Regions from separate parts of the Oryzias latipes genome. Here region 1 is linked to region 2. Evidence: chromatin contacts called from public Hi-C data. All regions are on one chromosome and are shown on one strand. The core of a region is the stretch at or near the end of the contact, and the rest is flanking DNA. Distances in the headings are between cores, read along the strand shown.

Region 1 (2,774 bases), core at 218-2,717, 180 kb before region 2:
CAAGAAATTTCCCAGAAGTCTCCGCGAAAAACCACTGCATTGATGCTCACTAGATCGGCGAATATAGACCACAATGCATTGCGTTTGAACAATTTTTACCAAAAAAATGTATTTAAATGTATTTTTTTAAATAAACAATCACCATTTTTATCTTCTGAGGAAAGTGGGCACATAAATAATCATCGCAAAATGCTCATATGAATTAGATTTTAACATCCTGATTTCGATTACTTTCTATACACCGTAAAAAAAAAAGAAAAAGTGATGAGCTTGGTGCCCGAATTGGTTTCAAAATTCAGGGCACTACATAGTGCTGCACTATAATGATTTTAAGTAATTAAGGGTTAGGGTGTGAATTCAGACACAGCCAATGATTTGAATAAAGAAATACTTAGAAATTTTTTATTTTGAGCTTAAGTTTCTACGCGTTTGTCTTCCATCATCAGAAAAAGCTTCAAAAATACAATTTTCTTCAGAGTGGGTCTTAGAGTAATCCTTAAAATCTGCAAAACAAATTTTAAAAGTTGAACAATTTTTGTGAAATTCAACACAACAAAACTCGTTTTTATATGTATTTAAAAGTTTGTTTCAACACGTTGGACAGATTTTCTGTTTTATGACTTTCAGATCATGTTTCTGAATGCATGTGAGGCACGTTCAGGCCGTAACACTGTCCCACTAGGCTGTTTGTGAAGAATCTAACCCGCCAAAGGGCCGATACTGGTTATTAGCATGGATACAGAGAGGTCATAGGTCAGAAGCAAGATCACTGCTCACTCCTACATAAAACTGACAAATTTAGACCACATGACCCAATTGTTCGGAGATTCTCCGTCCTCAATTGGATTTTGTTTTATCTAACACAAATGTCAGCACAACCAAGACCAGCCTACTCACCCCCCTTTCACCAAACTGGCACTGTTTTTTGCCTGGCAAATTAATTAGGCTCTGGTTGGGATGATTGCATTAGTTTGCATTCCTCATGGTCTTTTTCTCTTCTAAGAGGTCTATGGAATCACAAGCTGTTTTGTTATCTGAATGCAGCTTAAGTTTGGCCTCGTCTGCCATTCTAATGTGATAAAAAGGCGTTAGGTGTTTGGATTACAGGCCCCAAACACTCGACCAGAAACCAAATTCACGATAAGTCTGTGTTAAACTCCACCTTTTTCATGTAACGACATTTATCTGATTGACACTCCAAAAAGCTTGGGACCTTTTTTGACACCCGTGCCTTCTTTTGATGCTAATTTAACATCCATGACGGCAAAGGCAGATGATGGTTCTAACATCTAGTCATGTGTGGACGTCAGCAGAGTATTCTGCAAATCAGGATTTAGGGGTCCAAAGCCAGTCTATCAAAAACTCTTTCTGCATGTGTCATGTCAACTCCGGAGGCTCTGTGTTTTGATTGACAAGGTCTGACCCTGTGTTGCTAGGCTTTTTCATGCACTGGTAAGAGGCCGGCAGTGATCTGTGAACCCTTTTGAGACAAAGGTCACACAGTGAGGAGAATGCTGATGTGTCGGGACGAGCCTCTGCTCGGCTCCGTGGCATTCTTTTCATCTGAAACCTGCTTCGATTATGCAGCATTTGTATTCTTACATGCATTTGCATTGGAGCTTTGGGAGTAAATCTATCCTTGGAAATGTAATCAGATTGTTTTGTCAGTCTTTTAGGGGGGCCTTTTCCTCTATTTGAGCTCCAAATGAAGAATTTCAATGTATTAATGTTTGACAGTGAGACGAGGAGCAAAGAGAAAAAGGGCTTCTAAACATTTGGCAGCTTGTTTTCCTCTGAGCTACAATGCTTTTTTGTAGCATTCTGTGTTAAATTTCATGGCTAAACTGCTTTTTTTTAAAAAAAAAATCAGTAATAGTTTAGCCATCTCCATTTGTTTCTGAACCAAGGACACAACTTTTGTAGAAAAGATGTTTTTTTTGCGATGTCGTGACCAGAATTAAGAGCTTCCTCTGCCGCTCCTCTTAATTCATTCCCTCGTGTCATCCTGCAAGGAAGATCAGAGAACATCCCTCAGGTCTGGGCTCCAAAGTTTATCCATCCTGTCTGTGATACCGAGGGACCGGCCCGGATCAGAACAAAGCATTTGCTGTGGATTTTTCCCCCTGTTCCTAAATAAATACCTTCTGCTCTTTTCCAACTTGAAAGTCTGTTTCTGACATTTGAACGCTATTGTTGTTCCACCCCCGTGCAGCCCAGTGTCTCTGCTGCTTCATCACTCTGGGTTTTTTGAGCAGCGCCTGTTGCTCTTGCGTATCGTGCCCTGGGTCGTGTGTGGTCTCAGACCATTCATTACTTCCTTGTACACAGGCAGACAAAGTTCACACGAGACCCATATCCATCTGCTGTCTGCACTGGTCAGTCTTTGCTGCTGTTTGTAAACCATCTTGATGTAACGTTCAACAGCAGCTTCACCAACAGAAACAGCGCTGGCGTCTTCTTCCATCAGAGTTTTTTTTTAACTTACTCTGAACTTCTTGTGTGTTGATCCGTGAATGCAATCTTCTTTTTTTCAATACTCATGCAATTTATTTTGCAAAACTTCAGTCATTTTTTTCTTAGCTTTAAGTGACTAGAAGACGTTCAGGATCTTATTTTTCATAAAGAGTTTGGTCAGAGATGACCTAACGGACGGTGGCAGGGAGGGGACTCCTGTGTGAGGGATGGGGGTGACACGTATGGACACAGGGGGTCGGTGTGGTTTGTCTCGCTGTCAATCAACCACACTTAGGTTTCCTTTGTTGCATGTGCACTCA
Region 2 (2,700 bases), core at 48-2,547:
GAGGCATGGGGGGACAGAGAGTGCAGCTCCAGCTCAACCGGAATTGGCCAAAGACTTGACTGAAATAAAAATAAAAAATAAAAAAATTGATTTTAATTTATAGAAAAAGAATGAAGACATTACTTAGATTTGAGATCAAATAAATGAGACCCGCAGCAAGGGGAGATGTTTGCCTTTTTTCCCTCACTTTTTATTAACATGCCTGCACGAGTTTTGCTATGGAATCCACCTGAAAATCAAAATAAATCTGACATCTGGAAACGCCTCAGTAATGGAAAATATTCTCCTTCGTGAAGCAGCCGATGATTTTGAGTGAAAGAGATGATACAGAAGCTATCAAATCCTGACCCTGCAGCTCTAAGAAGGATGAGGCCGGTTTCCCTAAAAAACAGAATAAATCACTGGTCAGTCACCAAAATATTTGACTTAATTTGTGACCAAATCCTGCTAATGACAGAAAAGGCATTTCTGCTCACCAAACAAAGCCACGGGAGGGAGGAGTTTGATTCTGGCAAGCTGGAGATTTGAACTACTTAGTCACAGGCATGGGAAATGGAAGTGAACCACGTCACAACATGTTCATCTATCCACTGACACAGATGAACCATAATGACATACCTCTGAGAGCAACAATAGTCCGAAAAGTGATCCAAAACCACAGAGCGGTGCAATAGCAGGGCGTGGACTCATACTCGGAAAGAGGAAGAGGCGACACAAAATGGGAAAGGGGGGAAAGAAAAATTAGCGCATAAAGATCGTGCTCAGTGTCAAAACAACTGTGCAAGAAAGCGAGCCCAGTCTGATCTGTAGAGTAGAGAAACTCACGGCTCAGTAAAACGAAGCCGCACCGAAAAGAGGGAGAGAATGTGTCATGGAAATAAATTAACACTGGAGAAAATGAGACAAAATCCTATAAACGCCACTGCTGGCAAGACTAGAAAGACGCAGCAGGATTCCCAGTGACCAAAACACCCAGAATACACACTCTGAAGCTTTGATAGTCCGGCCATAAACCCGTGCTTGTCGTCAAGAAGCACGAGAGCCACCGCAAAACCGTCCTTCAGAGAAGCTGTTCCGAGGACCAGCCAAGCACAGAACATCTGCAATAGGTTTCAGCTGCACGGCAACATCCTCCCATACGACCACGGCGCCTCAGGTTGCTGTACCTGACACACCGTGGCACAAAGCAGCTAAGACTGCATCTGGTTTGGCTTAGCAGCCTCGCTGCAGCTCCATCAAGTACACACCGATAAGCTGGGAGGAGAGTCCGGTGTGGCTGGATTTCTCCCCGTCAGTCTGCCAGCCGGCCACGGCTCTTCACTCTTCAACCCCCCCCCCACCACCACCTCTCTTCTGCAACTCTCTAACCACCTCCTGACATTTAAGGGTGCCTGGCATCCGTTTGAAGTGGGAGATGGGGCATTAGCTCTGGTTTCCTGCCCTAATCCCACACAAGCCAATAAAATGCTCACAGGTCTGAAGTGAACTAAAGGAATTCCTGTTCAAACAAATAAGATGGGCGTTCAGCCCCTTTGTGGCAAAAGAATGCAAAAACTACGGCACATCTCAGTGTAATGCTTCCCTTTTCTGTTTGACCTCAGCTTGTTGGGTAACTTACAATCACTTAGATGATAATAATAGAATTTTCTCAGAATCAGATGTTTCTAGTTCTGCACAGCATTAGGCTTCTGCAGCCTCCAGCTTCTTATATTTCAGTAATCGCTCCAGAGGAGTGAAGGCTGCAAAGGTCACGCTCAAATCTCTGGGGCTTTGGATTTCATTTTGCTGAGGTGGAAATGGAACTTCAGCCTTTTCCTCTGGCCAATCTCACACGAAGCAGCTGCACCAGGTACTTAGGGGAGCATCCCCAGAAGAATTTATGAGGTGACCCTTCTCCTGGTCGACGCAGCACTGTTGCATGACCTCTGCACCTGGTGGATGCTGGAAGAGCGTGAGCGAGTGCCGCCATCTGCTGGCAGGCGCACAAAAATCAACAAAGAGAAAAGCTCCAAAAGATTTTTTTTTCTTCAGATTTCTCTATAGATAAAAAGTTGATCAGATCTGATCAATTTAAAATATTAAATCTGTAATTAATAAGAATCAAGCTTAAAGCAGAAAGAGTTATAATACAAAAAATACAAACTAAACTTTTCAACAAAATAATGAAAAAACACACATGCTAAAAGCTAACTTTTATGCACTTTTGTGTGTTTTTCTCATTTTAACTGCAAAATTTTAACAGCATAACTGTGCCGGTTAAAATAATGTCCACTGACGGTGTCGTTACATATTCTTTTGTCTGTTTAAACACGTAGGTATACTCCAGTAGAAATACACTTCCCTGCAAAGAAGTAAAAGGTTTTTCACAGAAAATCTGCAGTTTGTGTTGATTTAAACACACTGCTTTTGTTGCCACATGCCCAATCAGCCAGCATTTTGCAGCCAGATTATTGAGATTAGAGAAATCCGGTAATTACACAGCTTTCCCTTTTTCCCAGTGACCCCGGCATGACTTAATGTAAATGTGAACCAGACGTTCTACTATTCTGCACGGGCAGAAAAACAAGACAATAAGGTCAAAACGAGATAATCATCCATCATTTGTGACTTTAATGTGGGTTTAATTCTCAAAAATGACTGTGTCGGCTGGAGTGTGCAGCGTAAAAGCTGCTGAGAGACATTTTAGCACTCCCTGCTGCT

The links. Hi-C and Micro-C count contacts between places; a contact is called where the count stands out from the background.
Region 1: a Hi-C map of embryo shows a contact between it and region 2, with 4 times the contacts expected there. The contact joins two enhancer-like sites. A contact is called at or near these places in 5 of 5 Hi-C or Micro-C datasets (embryo, fibroblasts and gastrula embryo).

The regions. Positions count from the first base shown.
Region 1 is chr15:27,882,329-27,885,102 of ASM223467v1, reverse strand. All of the region lies in intron 2 of slx4ip (protein SLX4IP), which reads left to right. All of the region lies in intron 3 of LOC110016548 (a long non-coding RNA gene), which reads right to left. Among protein-coding and RNA genes, the nearest start is that of LOC110016548, 6.0 kb to the right of the region's middle. Within about 2 kb of position 1,467, at least 1 of the 8 cell types and tissues checked has an H3K27ac peak or open chromatin away from gene starts, as enhancers often do. A contact at or near this core is called in embryo, where this site is marked.
Region 2 is chr15:27,704,893-27,707,592 of ASM223467v1, reverse strand. No RefSeq gene overlaps it. Among protein-coding and RNA genes, the nearest start is that of btbd3, 25 kb to the right of the region's middle. Within about 2 kb of position 1,297, at least 1 of the 8 cell types and tissues checked has an H3K27ac peak or open chromatin away from gene starts, as enhancers often do. A contact at or near this core is called in embryo, where this site is marked.